Regions from separate parts of the Mus musculus genome. Here region 2 is linked to region 1. The links are chromatin contacts, called in public promoter capture Hi-C maps. All regions are on one chromosome and are shown on one strand. The core of a region is the stretch at or near the end of the contact, and the rest is flanking DNA. Distances in the headings are between cores, read along the strand shown. Region 1 holds the start of A230001M10Rik (RIKEN cDNA A230001M10 gene). Region 2 holds the start of Dennd2c (DENN/MADD domain containing 2C).

Region 1 (3,198 bases), core at 363-2,862:
GTGTTGTGTGTGCATGTGCCTGTGTGTGTGTGTAGTGGAGTATGTATGTATGTATGTATGTATGTATGTTCAGGTGTCCACTCAGGCAAGAAGAAGGCATCACATTCCCTGGAGCTGGAGTTATAGGCAGTTGTGAACCACCAGACATGGGTGTTAAGAACTGAACTCAGGTCTTTTGGAAGAACAGGAAATAGTCTTAACTGCTTAGCCACCTCTCCAACCCCCCATAAACTGAGGCTTTAATGTACAACAGAAATAACAGAAAATATTAGGACCGTAGAATTGATTCTGTAATCCTTTTCAATTTTATTTATTTGTGTATGTGTACATCATGTGTATAGACCATGTGTGTACAGGTGCTCGTGTGTGTTTGTGTGTGTGTGTATAGCATGTGTGTGCAGGTGCTCTGTATGAGTGTGTATGTATGTACGTCGTGTGTGTAGATGCTTTGGTGTGTGTTTGTGTGTTGAATGCAGGTGCACATTTGAAGTCAGAGGACAATTCTCAGGACTCAGTTCTCTTCTGCTACCTGGTGGAATCCTGGGATACAGCTCAGGTCACTAGGTCTGAGTGCCTCTACCCACTGTGCCATCCTATCTCATTGGCCTTATGATCCTGTTGGATGTGTTTACAGTAAATGAAGCACAGTGCTGCAGATGATCACACCAGGGCTGCCAACACTCACATTTCCTGGTTAGTTTCTTGTCATTAGCTTTGGGCTCCAGCTTGTAACCTGTGGTGGCTGCAGGAATATCAGTAAATTCCACACAGGCAGGCATCAGCTCGGTAAGACTGGGCTATGGAGGTTTGCCTTAGATCATCTGTGGTCACAGAAGGAAGATAGTCCTCTTTCTTATAAACGAAGGCTGTGTGGTTAAAGGTTCAGCTGCAGGCTGAGCTATTGGTGCAGCCTCAGCGGGCTGCAGCCATGTCAGTGGTCCAGTGCCAGGACAGCAGAGCTGCCCAGTCAGGCCACAGACACAGGAAAGTAATGAATCATTATGTTGGGTGATTAAGCTTTGGAGCAGATTGTTGCATAGCAAAGATAATAAATTGTATTGCACAAATGGAAATATAGAGATGTATAAAAAAGTGAAGCACATCTATTTGTTCATTAATAAACAAATTTTCAAGGACTGGTAAATGCATATTATCTAGTCTACTCTCAGAGATGCCTCTGCAGAAGAATGCATTGACCCTTTGTGGCTTCCAGAGAGTCTAGAGCCTGTAATGAGGAAGGAAGTCTCCAATTAGGACAATGGTCTACAAAGAATGATTTCAAAGTTAGGAAAAACTAGAGCTGCCTTCACTTCTCAGTCAAGGTCTGTAATGCAAGTCGACCCTTTACCTCGGAAAAGAATAACCCTGTGCGTGTTGGGGTTCCAGAGAGAATCATCTCCCCTTTGCTGGACTTCACGGCAACTTTCTGTCCAGTGAAGTCAGTTTTCTGTACAGTGGCTTCTGCCCAAATGGTCTGTATTTATCAGATGATGTATTCATGTATCGCTTTCCAGCCTACAAAGCGCTCTTTGTTTTGCAAATCTCTCTTGTGCATTATCTCATCCAGGCTTGTCACAAGGTAGAACGGTTATTTGTCCCAAATTTACTGGTCAGATATACTCACGGAGGGCTGCTGTCACCTGTCATCACTGCTGGACAGATGATTTCAACACAGACATTACAAGTGGTCCAGCCTCTTCATAAGCCTGCACTAAAGACACTGAAGCTTGTGATCACCCGTGTCAGGACAAGGAATGGCATCTCCCTAACAGGACTCAAGAGCCTTTGCCATTATCTGTGGTATTAAGCAGGTTTCAATTAGGATTTTAGGTGGATTTTTTTCTTTGTTCCGCAGAAGTTTTAATCAAGGCAGAAAAACTCTGACGCCTCATTCTCCTCACAACAGTCAGTCACCAAAGCGTTGCATTTTTCTTCCTGAAGCTTCCCCTCCCTCGGGCACATTTTTAGCAAAAAAGATGAGATCCCAAGCTCTCCAGATGTTGCCTCTCAGATGTGCCTCAGCACGCATCTCAGAGCCATCTGGCCGCAGCAACAGCTGGACTGCTTCCAAGTGGAAGTGCTCACAGGTAAGGGGGTGTGAGGGGAAGAATGTGGGCTCCTTAGTACGTTGTCAGCTAAGCCGGTGATGCTGTTTGACCAGCTGTTGACATGAGCTCTCAGTGAAGGCGGCTTTCAGAATCCTGCAGTCAGGTTTCCTGTCTGGGTGCCTGAGGGTTATTGTCCAGGGGCATGCTCTGCAGACTTGGACCCTGTGTGGTAATTCTGAGGTGTTGGAAACCTTAAGAGGTGATGTGCGCACCTGTAATCCCAGAAGGTTGTGAACATGGCTGGTTCTCCCTGCCGCCCCCCCCCCCCCCCCCGCCACCACAGTGAAGAGCATGTATCAGATCCTTCCCTGGCTCTGAAGCCCTTCATGATCAAATTCACCCCAAGACAGACAGACAGTCAGTCAGACAGACAGACATGCACATACACACACAGAGAGACATATAGAGACACAGACAGACACACACTTCCTTCCTTCCTTTACTCTCTTTATAGTCCAGGTGTCTCAGGGTAATGATGGATAACCGTAGGTCGAGATGACCGTTCAGCAGAAGAGACTAGAGGACTTAGCTGACTTGCAGAAACTGCTCATTGTGGACAGCACACCTCTGAGGGAGGCCGGGAACTTGGCAGCAGACTTCAAGAAAGCAGCAGGAGGTAAAGGCAAGGCTTGGGCGTGGAAAACTGAAACAGGAAGGAGATGTACAAGGGGAAGGAGACCTCCCAGAAACCCTTGGGGGATAAGTTAGCATTAACCCAAGGGGGAGAGCTGGGAAGCATTTGACCTGACGCCAGTGTCTTTGTGGTCAACAGAGCACTGTGCTTTCTGGGAATGGACGCTGTGTGTATTTTCCATTACTGCGCGCTGTATCTTCAGGATGTTCCTTCCCACCCTTTCGTCAGATGCAAAGGCTCCCTCTAATGAGTCCTCGGCCCAGGCTCCCCTACTTCTGTGGTTACTTATGCTTGGCCAGGATGCTTTACATACACCTACTTATCTGCCAGTCCAAGCCAGTCTTTAAAAGCCTGCTCTAATGCCAGCTCGTTGGTCGCCTTAGGCCAGGGGCATAGTTACATCTGAAGAGTAGGAGAGAGAGAGAGAGAGAGAGAGAGAGAGAGAGAGAGAGAGAG
Region 2 (3,198 bases), core at 320-2,819, 840 kb after region 1:
AGAGCACATCCCTCAAGACTTATCACAATGAAATTCGAGCAAATTCCTGAGTGTTTTCACTTTCTGCACAGGTAGCCGTGAGCTTAGGTGTGCCCCTTGGGACGTGCTCATACTAGCTGTGGGGTAAGACTCCTCTTCCCCATTCTTGAAGTTCAAATTGCTTTTCGGGGAATATTTATCAAGGACCTGATTTTATTTCATGTTGGCTTCCTAGTCACTAAAATAATACAAATTACTATGTATTATCTTCAGACTTAAAGGACACCTCTCACCATTAGGTGTAGCTCCATCCTACCCATGAGAGGGCAGTAGAACACATGCATGTTAATTAACGTTCATCTTGGAATTCAAATCTTCATCCTGCTAAAGAATCTTCGTGGATGCAAACTTCAAAATGTAAATCTTAAAAACGCTGTTTTAGTCCCGAATTTCACCTTGTACAACTATCTGTGATACTTTCCAAACAGACTAGATTAAATGCCACTTGTGTTGGCTCAGGACTATGCTTGCACCCCAGAAGCAGGGGTAGGAGGATAAGAAGTTTGAAAAATAATAAAGAACACACATGTCTACATTTAAAGACATACACATTAGGTAAGGGATCAATGGAGTTTGCAATGTATTCCAAACCATATTTACATTTATTTCCTCACTGGAGTATTTTAAAGGAATTGTCAATACTTCTCCCTCAGGTAGAAAGTAATCCTTTTACTGTCCCCACCTCATGTCCCCACCTCATAGCTTCACAAGGGATTGGGACTTTTTTTTTTTTTTCCAAGTCTTGGTTGAGTTGGCTGGTGACAGTCATCCGCGATGTGTAATTAAACACCTCTCTGTGGCAGTCTTCTATTTTGGTACCTCTGTGTGAACAAGCCAGGGAAGTTTGGTTACCAGACACAAGGTCGGATGGAGTGGGTGGGGTGGAGTGGGGCGGGGCGCGGTGAGGTGGGGCAGTTAGATCGTGCTGGGAAATAGGTTCCACTCATCCCAGTCTCGCAGAGTGAAACTGGGCTATTCTTGCAGCAGGCACAGAGCCATGTGCATACCTGAGCAAGATCGTGTGGTAGGGAGAATTTAAGCGTGAGTCTCAAGTGGGTGTGGCAACCCAGTCGGCACCCGGACTAGGCACCAAAGGCATCCGGCTTGTGATTCCAAACCCGGGGCCAGGTGCGTTATTGGCATCTCTTTACTAGCTGGCATTCCCGATGAATGTTTGCTCCCTGAGCTGCTTTGGGGTTTTCTTAAAGAAGTTGCTGTTTGGCTCCTCTGGTTCTACTAGGCTCTGCCTTGCTGTAAAGGTCTGTCTCGTGTAGTCGCACAGACCGTAGATCCGGAGATAGAGCTTTGGCTCCAGGCCTGGGCAGGGGCTGCACCGTGGAACCAGCGCGGTGCAGCGCACACTGGTACCCCAGCGCTGGGGGCGGAGAGACCGCCTGGCGTGGGTTCCGAGCCTTGAGGAGAGCCCTGGAAGGACAGAGCCTTACTGGGTGAGCTCGGGGGCGTGCCCAGGCAAAAGAGGGCGTGTCTTAGCCTGGAGGGCGGGGACTGCGGAACCTGTGGGGGCGGGACGAAGATGTGGGCGCTGGATCCCAGAGGCCACCGACGCGAGTCTGGGATCCCTGCGCGAGGCGGCGTCGCGGCCCAGGCAGGTAGGCGACGGGATGCAGCGAGGGAGTGGGGCCATGGGGCCTCTGCCGCTCAGCTGTTGGCGTCGCCCCATGGCGTCCCGTGTGTTCGTGGTCAGCCGAGAGCTGGGTACCTCGGGCCAGGGGAAGGCGGGTGTCAGCCTGCGAGCCGCGGGCGCGGTCGGGGGTGCAGGGCCGGGGAGCCCAGGCGCTCGCCGCCGCGAGGAAACGCGCCTATCAGGCGGTCTTGAACTTGGACGTGCCCGGACGGAGCACTTCAGACAAGCGGTAAAGCGTGTGTTCGCGCGCTTTGCTTCGGAACTACGGGGCAGGCACGATAGAGGAAGTCGTCAAGTAGTTTTTTAAGATAAAATTCCTACAGTGGGACTGGAGTAGGACTGTGGAGTAACCAGGAGAGAAGATGATGATTAGATTGTGAGTCAAAAGGCTTCGCTCTGGAGCTCAGAGCCGCAAACAAACCGTCACACCTCCGTCAGGGTTAACTCTAAGAGGTGTGTGTCCCCGGAGTGCAAAACTGGGACGCTCATGGGTTCTCATGTTCTGAGAGGAATGACAGTGTTCTACAAATGTCAGGCATTGTTGTTTGATACACACACACATGCACCCCGGAGCATGTGTAGTTTGTAAAACTACTAAGTGCCTAGTACAGTAGGCACCCTGGTAAACCTTTATCCCAAAGCTACTACTGATTCGCCTGTATTGTTAGAGAAAGTTCTAACTTCTGTTTACTATGTAAATAAGTTATCTAAGCGTCATTTCCACATAATCACCATTGTTTGAAGAGCAGAGCTATTCTTAACTGAGTCATGACATTTTCTAAAATAGCATGCTATCTGTATACCGTAGTGCAATCATTTACCATGAAGCTTGTACCAATCAGAAAATCTGTTACTTTGCCTTAGATTAGCTGAAGGTATTTCATAAAGTGAGCTGAGAGTACTGCCTCAAAACAAGACTTTTATTTTGCAAATTCAGGGGCTGCTTATAAAAAGATCTGAGTTCTCTAAAACAAAGTTAATGTGTGGCTGTGGCATTTGTACAGTTTTTATTATAGACATTTGTGTTCTCTACTTGTGTGTGTGTGTGTGTGTGTGTGTGTGTGTGTGTGTGTGTGTGTATTTTAGGGAGAGATGGGAAATTTAAAAAGGAATAGCAGTCTGTAACCATGAGGTTTCTACTAGGGATACGTAAGAGTGATCTGGAGTATTTTCAAAGACAGAAACCAGCAACTGTAGTAATTGTGTCTCAAGGCCTCTTGTTAGTCTGTTAAATGTGGCAATTGACTTTTTTTAGATGCAGAAATATCAGTGTTTTTGATTGAGAACAGTAGGCAATTTCTTTCCTTTTCTTATTTAAAATTTAAAATTAGGGCATGTTTGTCACCAACGTGCAAAGAATCCTGGGTTCAATCCCAGTACTTCATAACTGGGTATGGTGGTGGTCCCATCCCACTCAGCATAAGAGAGGTGCAAGAAGGGACTCAGAAACTCCAGGTCACTCCTTACTATGTAATGAGTTTGAGGCCAGCCTGGGATAGTGTGACTCTGTAAAA

The links. Promoter capture Hi-C pulls out the DNA fragments that hold promoters and counts their contacts.
Region 2: a promoter capture Hi-C map of 3T3-L1-derived adipocytes shows a contact between it and region 1, with 12 times the contacts expected there. The contact joins the promoter of Dennd2c here to the promoter of A230001M10Rik in region 1. A contact is called at or near these places in 7 of 39 promoter capture datasets (the 3T3-L1 cell line, 3T3-L1-derived adipocytes, frontonasal cranial neural crest and 3 more) and 1 of 115 datasets of contacts at active chromatin or transcription factors (trophoblast stem cells).

The regions. Positions count from the first base shown.
Region 1 is chr3:102,260,793-102,263,990 of GRCm38.p6, forward strand. A230001M10Rik (RIKEN cDNA A230001M10 gene) reads left to right here and starts at 1,613. Exons shown (of 4, transcript NR_040391.1): 1 at 1,613-2,087.
Region 2 is chr3:103,101,090-103,104,287 of GRCm38.p6, forward strand. Dennd2c (DENN/MADD domain containing 2C) reads left to right here and starts at 1,570. Exons shown (of 19, transcript NM_001384113.1): 1 at 1,570-1,649.